Linked DNA regions of Mus musculus: regions 1 and 2 are each linked to region 3. A link is a contact called in public Hi-C data. All regions are on one chromosome and are shown on one strand. Each heading gives the region's core, a stretch centred on a gene start, on an enhancer-like site or on the middle of the called end of the contact. The rest is flanking DNA. Distances are from core to core; before and after follow the strand shown.

Evidence for each region. Hi-C and Micro-C count contacts between places; a contact is called where the count stands out from the background.
Region 1: a contact with region 3 is called in a Hi-C map of uterus, with 4 times the contacts expected there. The contact joins two enhancer-like sites. A contact is called at or near these places in 11 of 484 Hi-C or Micro-C datasets (cortical neurons, embryonic stem cells, epidermal suprabasal cells and 3 more).
Region 2: a contact with region 3 is called in a Hi-C map of uterus. The contact joins two enhancer-like sites. A contact is called at or near these places in 17 of 484 Hi-C or Micro-C datasets (the C2C12 cell line, Sertoli cells, cerebral cortex and 5 more) and 2 of 115 datasets of contacts at active chromatin or transcription factors (embryonic fibroblasts and fibro-adipogenic progenitors).

The regions. Positions count from the first base shown.
Region 1 is chr16:87,076,079-87,079,937 of GRCm38.p6, forward strand. No RefSeq gene overlaps it. Among named protein-coding and RNA genes, the nearest start is that of Gm38477, 29 kb to the left of the region's middle. Within about 2 kb of position 2,218, at least 5 of the 459 cell types and tissues checked have an H3K27ac peak or open chromatin away from gene starts, as enhancers often do. A contact at or near this core is called in uterus, where this site is marked.
Region 2 is chr16:87,008,319-87,011,962 of GRCm38.p6, forward strand. The region is part of intron 2 of Gm38477 (a long non-coding RNA gene); the gene reads right to left. Among named protein-coding and RNA genes, the nearest start is that of Gm38477, 39 kb to the right of the region's middle. Within about 2 kb of position 2,128, at least 6 of the 459 cell types and tissues checked have an H3K27ac peak or open chromatin away from gene starts, as enhancers often do. A contact at or near this core is called in uterus, where this site is marked.
Region 3 is chr16:87,237,970-87,241,596 of GRCm38.p6, forward strand. It overlaps Gm41484 (a long non-coding RNA gene), which reads right to left. Exons shown (of 3, transcript XR_876207.2): 3 at 2,868-2,984. Among named protein-coding and RNA genes, the nearest start is that of Gm41484, 6.9 kb to the right of the region's middle. Within about 2 kb of position 1,357, at least 7 of the 459 cell types and tissues checked have an H3K27ac peak or open chromatin away from gene starts, as enhancers often do. A contact at or near this core is called in uterus, where this site is marked.

The DNA.
Region 1 (3,859 bases), core at 968-3,467, 160 kb before region 3:
GTCTAAGATCAGTCCAAGTGGCTGAAGATGAGGTTGGCACAGAATTCCTGTGCATGTGATAGAGTGTGCTAATGAGTGTTAATGAGAGAGTGAGAATTGTCCTTGCATCACACCTATGCTTCGGGCTTAACACATTTAGATGTCATCTGAAATCCAGATCTTTTGGCTGGGATACTGCAGTCTCAGCTAGAAACTACTAAAAATAGATAATTACAATGATCATTTTGATAAGCATTATTTTAGAAATGAAAACTAGATTTTCATTTCCTTCTGTAAAATTGCTTGAGGTTGAAAGGTATGGAATTACTAACCATTTTTTTTTGCCTGCTCTTGTGTGCTTTCCTGTCTCTTTAAATTCAGCGATTATATTAATGTCCATAGGGAGATACATGAAGTATGAGAGAAGCAATAAAAAATGTGTCAATTTTTACTTTCTGCTATTTCACCACAGAAGGCTCTATTCTAAGGCCATGTGCTACCAAACTTGTGTTTCCTTTACATATGTTTATCATGTATAGCATATGAAATACATATTAATTACATACAGCAGCTCTCCTTTATCCGACTTTACCTTTAGCAGCTTAAGTCAATCACAAATAAACCACCCGCTGAAAACGCTAAGTGGAAATTTTCACCAATAACTAATTCATGACATTGGGTTTTATGCTTTCGGAGAAGTGTGACAGCATCCTGTGCTGTTCCATGCATACATGTCTTGGCCATGAATACTCTACTGGTGAAGGTATACATGCTTCATATGCTACCTATCAGATGCCCGTCACAATACTCCAGTTCTCCAGCCAAGATGCTTTTATGTTATTTAGTAATATCTCAGAAAGTTGGGCAGTGACACCAGCAATTATATATCAATCATTTTGTTTTATTGTTAGTTAGTAACATTAATTTTATGCATGTCAATTTATAAACGAAACTTTCTCATAGGTATAACCTTGAAGATAAAGACATAGTTTATGTTTCAAGTGTCCTTTGGAATTCTGGCAAAATAAGTGGTAAAGTGATAACATCTTCATATAGTCCATATTTTATAATTTTATAGTTTATATAGTATATTCCTTATCACCAAGCAAATTTCATGCTGTTATGTTTATTAGAAATTATTTGTAATTCTATATTATTATTTAATTTTACTCAGTCACTCTGCTTACATCAATGACATTCCTTACAGGTCTCAATATCTCAAATTGGTTACATATATATATATATAATGACTTAGATGAATGAGTTTGTTTCTATTGGAAAATAAAATTTTAGGCTGGATGAAGTGAAATTTTGCTTTCTCTAATATGAACAAAAACTCACTACATAAAATAAATCCAGTTTCCCCCTTAAAAGGTTTCAAGATAAATCTTTGGCAGTGATGTTTTAATGATGCGTAGCCACCAAATTATACAGGACACTGCTGCATGGGCCAGAGTACTTGGAACATTTAACTAAATCAGGGTCAGTGTGACCCCTTAAGTCCTCGGTTCCATGGAAAGGGGCTAGGAAGGTTTTGAGAAAGCCAGGCAAGGGACTATAAACCAAAAGAGAAGTGGATTATTTCAAAACTGAAATTAGACCAATTAGACTGCAGAAGATGATCACATGTGGCTTAGAAAACATGTAAAAGGAGACCTTGTCAGCTTAGTTTATGGTGGTTTCATTAAGTAATTAAAATGACTTACAAGAGATGCTTGACAATGACATTTCCAACGTAATTCTTCCATATCACCCATTATTATTTTTTTTTTACTTTTCCCTGAAGTGAAAAGTAGGTCAAAAGCATCCAAAATACCATTGGTGATTGATTACTCAAGAAACCTAGGGCACTTTGTCATGGGAACAAAACTTACTTCTGCATCACTGTGAAAATAGGGGAAAATGAAGAATATTGAGTAGGAAAAAGCCAGGGGTAATGAAAACAGACAGAATCCTTCCCTGGACACCGTGTTTGGCTCATCTTGAATCAGGTTGGCTATGGGGAAGGCACACGGTAAACAAGAGGAGAGCATAAAGGTTTCAGACCTTCAATAGCTTGTTTCAATTTGGATCTAAGTAAGCGTCCTCCTGGATCTCATGTTTGGAACATTTGGTCTCCAGTTGTTGGCACTCTTTCCGGAGTCTATGTAATCTTCCAGGCCATGTACTGGTTCCTCCTCTGCTTCACCTTCCCATCTATGATGGATTGCAGCTTTCTGAAGTCATACGGCAAAATTCCCCTTTCCTCCTTTAAGTCTGTCGGGTATTTTGGTCACAGTGATGTATACAGAACTAGTACATTACTAAAAAGGGAATCTTTTTTTGCTCTATTGCATGTATGAATGTGGTAACTGGTGCCAGATTTGTAATAAGCATGACAAAAATTAAAATCAGTGAGCTATTACTGAAAATAGCATTATATAAATGTGAAATAAACAAACTTTCATTGTGCTATATAAACACACACAAAAAATGGTACATTTGAATGTGGTGGCTGAAAGCAGAGAAGGTAATCAGGATGTTGCTTTTCGTTTCTCGGATGATACTGCCCACTAAGTTTATATTTAATAACACATCTCCCGGGGCAGAAACTTACAATGTTGTTGCCTATTGCAAACTTCCTTTTGCTTCATCTGTCCTAAAGAAGAGATCCCCTTTCTTCTCCATAAAGATGATTAAATTCTGACAGGATAAAGCAAGGAGAATCCAACACCAAATCCCATGGGCATGTACTTTTTCAACCTCTAAGAGAAAAAGAAATGTTCAAGAATGTGTTCTGGCACTGTTTTGGATCAGAGGATCGAAATGGGGCCAGTGTATAATAAACATTCACTGAAAATCTACACTATGTCAAGGTACCTTAAGATACAAATGATGAAGCACATTTAATACATGAACAAAATGCAGATCCCATCTACAAATGGGCCTGCAGCTTTCTGTTTGCACAGGAGTGTGCGATAGACCCCAGATATTTTAATTCGTTCATCCTTTGCTCTTCAGCAGTTTCATAAATACAATGAATTTTAATCCTCCTCAGCCCCTGTTACACAGTCACATCTACACTCCTCCCCCTCTGAAACCTTCTTTCCAACAAGATCCTTCTTCCCTACTTGCTTGTCTTGTGAGTGTGTGACTCCCTTGAAGCTAAAAAGTTGTCTCTATGAGCACGGCACGTTATTTACTGGAAGATGGGCCACTTACCAGTGGCTAGAACACTGAGGTGACACCTGTTCATCCAAGTACCATTATCTGTCAATAGCCGCTCAGAAATATAACCAAAAATAATGTTTAACTCAATTACTTGGCACCTAATGGCCAGTAAAGATGAACTATAAAATTAAACATCAGGAATTTTTGTTGTTGATTTAACTGAAATATAGTTTATACCAAAGAAATAAGTAGTTTTTAAGTATATGGTTCAAATATTTTTGGCAAATGTATTCACCCACATAACTACCATCCAGTAAGCACACATAATACGTTTGTCATCCCAGAGGCAATATGTTGTCATCCCAGAGGCAATATGTTGCCACTTCTAGCTTTTCTCCCTCCACCTCACCTCAGAAACAACTACTACTTTGATTTTTCTCATGCTATACAAAGAGATCCATATTCATATTAGTGTGAGATACTCTTCACTCTGAATAGCTTCTGAATTACCTCCATGTCATTCCTACAACAATAGGAAACTCTCAGGAATCTATGAGAGTGACCAAAGTTAAGACTCCTAGCACTGGGAGATAAGAAGCCTGAACCAGCAGCCATCTCCTATAACCAGGTGAGAGACTTCCAATGAAGGGATTGCAATACCAAGCCAGCCACAAAACCTGTGACCCACAATTTGCGGGGCCTACAAGATATGCAGGGGTAAAAGTTGAAG
Region 2 (3,644 bases), core at 878-3,377, 230 kb before region 3:
TTCAGTAATAACAATGATTACCAAAAGGACGAAATTGTATCAACCACAGAAAACCTACACGGACATTCTGTTTAACCCATTTGTTATAGTATATATGTAATAAATAAAAATTAAATTTGTATATCCTCACAGAACTTCATATTGATATAATACACTTTGTACTTCACTTAATATGTTTAATTAAATGAAAAAAAGAGATGTGAAAACTAAATATAAGGAATAGTACACTGAAAGAAATCCTGGCCTTCGAGCTTTTAATTTTTATTCTTTCTCCTTTCTCGAGTGAATGTTATTAACTATTTATATGGGCCTAATGCCAAATATAATATCAGTAACTCAAAGAGTCATAGTACAGCCATGTCTCTGCTTCACATAAATTCAGACTTAGTAGGGAGACATGAACATGAGCTAATAAGTTTAAGACAGTGTACCATAATTGTTATAGCACCAGAATGGCTTTTATATGTATAAATACGTGCATGTGGTTCTCAAATATACTGACTCAATTTAATCTTACCAGAATAAGGAATAGCGGCATAAAAGTATTCACAGTAGGGAAACTGGACGTGATGGTTCACACCAACTAATCTAAATGATGGAGTCAAGCTCCAGGTATGAGAAAATCCAGGACAAATAAAGAAAAGCGTTACAAAACAGGGTCAAGCAGCAATGCAGGGGTCACCGTGGCCCTCCACAAAACAAAAACGAATCACATGAACTGCCTTCTAAATGAATAACAGAAATTTCTCAATAAAAGTGGGAAATATAAAACTCTCCACGAGAAGAAGAAATATTTGTTGAAAAGGAATGCAATCATATGACCATAGTCCCACAGAGCTTGAAACTCCATTTTAAATCCCAAGCTTCACTTGCTTAGGTCACAGGCGGCTGTGATTGTTCATAATCACAAGGATATTAAACAGAAGGATGTCTAAGTAGGTCAGAGATGTAGGTCACTAATCATCTGATGCTATCCGTCCTACTTTAAAATTTCTTAGCGCTAACCCTTCCAGTGTGTGGAATTTGAGGCTTGCCTTTTCTGCCAACCTTAGCATAACAGAAAAATAAAAATCATGGCATGCCCTTGAAACTCAAAGGCTGCAAAGATATGTGGCAGCTCAGCAGGTGTGGTTACTCATCTGAACAGTTACTGATGTCATAGGCCGTCCATATTCACTAAGGTTTTACAAATACTGACAATACTCTTATAGTAAACCACACATGCAATAAATGTTTGAGCAACTCCTTTGACGACTGTCCTTCGCCCTTCCCACTCTATGGTACTCAACTGAGGCAAATAGATTCTAGAGAAGCACCTTGCCAGTTAACTAAAGAACAATATCTTTCATCTTACAAAGGGAAATGTTGCTAAAGAAGATTGATAATCCAGAAAGAATATTTTAAAGAAGATTGATAATCCAGAAAGAATATTTTAAAGAAGATTGATAATCCAGAAAGAATATTTTTTATACTTAAGCTTTGAAATTATAATATAGTTACATTTCTCCCTTCCCTTTTCTCCTTCCAAGGTCTCTTTCAAATGCCCGGCTTTGCTCTTTCAAATTTATGGGCTCTCATTTCATTAATTGTTATTGTATGCATAGATGTCTATTTCCTAAAAATAACCTGCTTAATCTACATAATGTTATTGTATGTATGTTTTCAGGAAAGAGCATTTGGAACTCAATACAAGCTTTTTTTTTAATCTTCATGTACCAGAATATGCTGTCATTTTGACTTTTTAGAATTCTGTACTATGTGTTCTAGAAGGCTTCCCATTCATAATGACCTTAATTGCCACAACTATATGTTGTGCTACTCTTATAAAATACATTGCCTTCACTTTTAGGACATTGTACGCTAGTATATAACAATTAACTATAATATTTCATGGAAAATAAAATATAACCATATACCCGTAGATAATTTCTGGAGGTTTTGCTCATCTTTGAGTGTTGTTTACTACTCTACACAGATGGTGTTGAGTGTTAAATTTAAGCAATAAAAAAGACATTACCATGGTTAGGAAATAAGTTTCAGAAACCTTTTAAATCTGTTGCTCTGAAGTTCCAGAATAACCTTTGGCTTGGCTCTGCTGTTGTAGAGCCTTGGAAGTTTGTAAGAAATCTGCGTCAGCACCCATCTGTGCACTGACTCACCACGGGCCCCAGTGTTTAAAGATCCTCACTGTGAAGAGGTTAGCTATCCCTACAAGTTTCATGATTCTTCCAGTAGAATCATTATGGTCAAGATTTGGTTCATGATTTAATATTCTTCAAGGCCAGGAATTTAACAAAGAAATTACCTGGCTTAATTCTTTACTTACTCATACAACAAGGGCACATATTACTAGCCAAGCCTCTCTAACTAGAAATAGTGAATTAAATATTAGGTATATATTTACATATCTTCAAAGGTACTAAAGGTCTACTAAGATATGTAAACCTTAAAGTGTCAGGCTCTTAGAGAAGGGAAGGCAAGAAACTGAGCAAGAAATTGTTTCATCTTCCTAACTCAGTCTTTTGCCAGATCTTAAGAATGGAGGAAAGGGGGAAAGCCAACTAAAGATAGGAGTCAAACAGAAACTTTAACTTTCTCATGCACTTGGAAAACTAACAAAAATAGGTTAACTACTTGGAATGCCTTAGGAAGTCTTTAATCGAAGACTAAAACCCATTCTCAAAACTGGGCCTGCATTTCTAAAACTAAAACTTAGCTTCAAATAAGTTCATTCTCTCAGTGTATTGAGGTAATATTCACCTACTTGCCACAGACTAACACAGATTGGGTGTCCGATCTTTAGGGAACGGGTTTCTGGTTGCAGGTGAGCAAGGGTCAGTGAGAACTGACAAACAGAGGCAGACATGAGGGAGAGCTGAATCTGAATGTAATTTTTGTCAAAGTTAGCATCAGTTATATAGAATACAGGAAACAAAGGAGTAGGGTGTCACAGCAGGCAAGGGACATAGAAGTTATCTGACACAAAAGGAAGGAATGACTTCAAAGGACTGACAGAAACCAGGTAATGTTTACAGTAAAGATAAAACAGCCCTGCCTAATGATAGGTAAAGATTTCACATCCTAGTCACAATTTATGCTACTCCTTTGAGCCTTGTGAAAGCTAGTATCAGGGGGGTTCTGCTCTAGCAGCCCTTATCATGAATAATGCAATACCGCAGTCCCCCTATTTCCTTGGCCTTGGTAAATTATTGCATATGAGAGTAACTTGACTGTTCTCTTAAGTATCTGTAGGGAATATCCATTTGTCAGGAGAATTCACCAACTTTCTTCTAATATGCAATGTGGACTGCTATACCTGGCTGTAATGAAGATTCTAAGTATACTTTGCTAAGCTTGCCCTGAGACTTCTAACTCTTATCCAGTAGAATACTGTAAGAAAGCATGCAAGACCCTCCACAATATTACAAGGACAAATCTGGGGCATCCTAGCTATGGGAATGCCATGGTTCCAGGAGGCTAAGTTTCCTTGAAACTCTGTCTCAGGACGGCTTCCAGGTTTCTAAACCTATAATGCGAGTCACTACTGGAGTGGATGCAGTACCTATTCTAACTCCGTCAAAAGAAAAACAAATTCTCCTGGAGGATGGGAACAATAACCATACCCTCAAATGATCTTGAAAATA
Region 3 (3,627 bases), core at 107-2,606:
TCCCAAGTTCATTGAAGATCATTCAGACTCACGTGTGCGGATACATTGCTTATATTTAGAAACGTGTGCTCAAACGATGACAGCATAAGATCGCCACGGGGATGTTTTCATCTGCAGTTTTTACTTCTGTCATCCACCACAGCACGTCTGCTGTTGACCATAATCAGAAGCTTGACAAGACCACTTATTTACTTTTCACATATTTAAAATTTGCAGCTGTATTTACAACGGCAAAAAAAAAAAAAGTTAGATTACAATTCACCCCAAGATTCTCATCATAAAGTGCTGTGATTGGGTTGCCACTTCAACTGGAGAAGCAATGAGGAATTCCATGTGGAATTCCTGTATAGTATTCCTGACCACAGCCGTGCCACAGCGCCACGAAGCTCTGTGACACATCTCTTTACTCTTGGGGAATAGCCTCCAAGATTTCTGGTGGACATCTGAGAACACAGATATTACTGAACTCTATAAATACTATGGAAGTGGGTTTTTTTCTTCTATACATACACCCATTATAAAGATTAATTTGTAAATTAGGTATCATATGAGATTACCAATAGTATCATAAATTTTAACTACATTCGAACATAAGTCTTCCTCTTTCCTTATTAAGTCAAAAAAACCGTACATCTTTTGACTTAATGATATGGATCTCTGACTTCTCATTGGCATATACAAGTTTTCCACAGCATTATCTTATGCCTTGGACCCACTATTAAGTGAAATCAGTATTACCAGAGTGCAATTACTATGGTATCACAAACCAACAATCTGATAACACAGACACATACTAAGTGGCTAGTGGGAAGGTAGCAGAGTTAATGTTGGAGTCACTGGACAGAAATATGATTCACAATCCTGATGGGACAAAGAAGAACAGCGTGTGACTTCAAAGTGCTACACAGACAGCACACAGTTTAAAAGTGATGGATTGTTTGTGGAATTTTAGAGTATTATTTTTTGAAACAGTTGACTGTGGGTAATGGCAACAGCAGATAGAAAAGCTGTATAGAAGCAGAAGCACTGTAGAATGTGAGTGTCTCGTAGAAACAGTCTTTTATCAGGAGGCAGAGAACAGCTCCGTGTACTAAAAATGGTCACATTCAGCCTTCTAAAAGGAACAAACAGTGCATGTGCTCAGCGTGACATAAAGACTCCAGAAGTGAGGTGGGTGATGAGAAAGAGAAACTCTGTGTCCATGAGATACTGCTGCAAATCCAACGTGGTTTGCTTAGGAGGCCTGGCTTCTGGAGACTGACCCATTGTGACCAGAGTACCTCCACTCTGCTCAGTGCAGGCTGATGTGGGCGTGAGCTCATGACAGTGTCCAGATGCCACACCAGGGAAGAGAGCAAGCTCTTCAGAAGCTGCTGGTTATCTAGAGCTGTGGATGGACCACTGACAACTCGGCACCTCAACGTAGGACAGACTCATTTCTCCCGCACAGCTCCCTAAGTCACAAGTCTATCCCTGTGTGACTGGCATCTCTGCTGTTATCACTAGGGCCAAGTGATAGCAGCTACAGCGAAATCAGGTGTCAGTTTGGGTCTGAAGCCTGTGAAGGAGTAAAAAACTGCGTCCATTGGTTTTCTTTGCAAGGATGCAAGGCCAAAGCATCCATTTCCTTCGGAATTAGGATCCAGAGGCTATTCTCAGCCAACAGAGGTCACTCAAATTTCTTACCACAAAGCCCCATCTCGCTCCAAGCCAGGAAGAATAGCCAATGCCTGCAGATCTCCAACTGCCTCTACTTCGAACCTCTTGACCTTCTACATTAAAATAGATTGTGTGCGCAAGTAAAGCCCAGCTGGAACATGTTCCTATCTTAGTTCAGTCATTTCTGAACTGATTTAGAAAGTTAACTAGATCTGCAGCTAGATCCCTCGAACAACACATAATAGCACAAGCACAAAGCAGTGTCACGGGAAGTTCCCATAGTCAAGGCCAGTGAATGCAGGGCAAAACTTATTCTGGGATATTATGGAATGTTCCTTCAGCAGACAACCTGACTTGACCTGTTCACCTTCACAGTACATCTCCTCATTTTAAAGACGAAAGCAGATAATCCCAGATTAAAATGAAGGGAGAATAAAAGCTTTTACCACTCCCAGGGGGAGTCTCAACATTGTCAGGTTTCCGGGACTGAGGAGAAGGCTCGGCTGATAAAACACTTGTAGTGCAAGTATGAGGATCTGAGTTCAAATCCCCTGCATACCTATAAAAAAATCTTGCTGTACCAGCACTGGGGAGGCAAAGCAAGGGAATTCCTGTGTCAGGTCAGTCAGCCAGTCTAGCCAGTGGGTGAGCTCTGGGTTATGAGCAAGAGTGTGGTGGCTTCAGTGAGAGGGGCTCCCATAGACTCTTATACTTCCATGCTTGGTCCCCACCTGGTGAACTAAGGAGAGCTAGAAGGGGTGGCCTTGTTGGAACAAGGGCTGCCTCGTTGGAGGAACTATATGGCCAGGGGTGGTTTCAAAGGTTCAACCGGAACCAGTGTCTCTCTCCTTGCTACCTGTGGATCAGGATATAGAACACTCGGCTACTTCTCCAATGCCGTGTCTGTCTGCATGTCTACCGATCCTTGGCATGGTGATAATAGACTAAGCTACTAACCCTGTAAACAAGCCTCCCATTAAATACCTTCCTTTATAAACGCCATCTTGCTCATGGTGTCTCTTCCTAGCAAGAGAACACTGACTAAGCAACCCAGGCTTAAAAATAATTTTTAAAATTTATTTTTAAAATTTCATAAATAAATGAAGAACAACTGAGAAAGGCATTAGCATTGATCTTTGGCCTCCAACACACATGTACAGACAAGAACACACAAGCGCATTTTTAAAACTGGCATGTTTATTTCCATTTATTGATATTCCGGCATTCATGAATGTGTCAGTATTTGCCTTCTAAGTCTGAAGAGTTCTTCATTGTCTTCTGTATGTAAAACGGAGGGACTGATTTTATAAACCATCTTTTCATGACTAAAAAGTAAAGGGAGAAAATTAAATTAAAGAGTAAATTATTTCAATGCAAAATAGTTAATAAAAGAAAAAATTACTTATATTTACCATTCAAGGTTTTTGGGGTTTTGAGGCCAGAGCCCAAGAAAACAAGATTTCAAAAAAACCTACTTCCATATATATATATATGTGTGTGTGTGTATGTGTGTGTATACATATATATATGTATATATGTATATATATGTAATACATGTGTATAACATATTTATATTATATATGTATATATATTATATAATCATATATATTGAAATGTGGAAATAATGGTCTGCTTGTATTTCTTTTCAGATATTAATTAATTCACAAAAGATTTAAAAACATAAAAAAGAAAGATGAGCCACTGTAAATTCCCCAGCCTCCTTGGAAACCCATACTAAAATAGACGGGGAGCTGTAGGGGGTGTGTACTGCCTTTCAAGACTCTCTGAACCTTGCAGATGCATGCCTTTCTGCACATAGCACCCTGTTGCTCTCACGTCTCAGACAAACGTCACGACCAGTTTTACTGAGTTATACATAGTTTTGTAAGCCCATGTCTTCCAGAAGTCCCTGTGGTTTCCTTTGGTGAAGTCCAGCCAGTGATGAACACTGAGAATCCCAGAAGGACA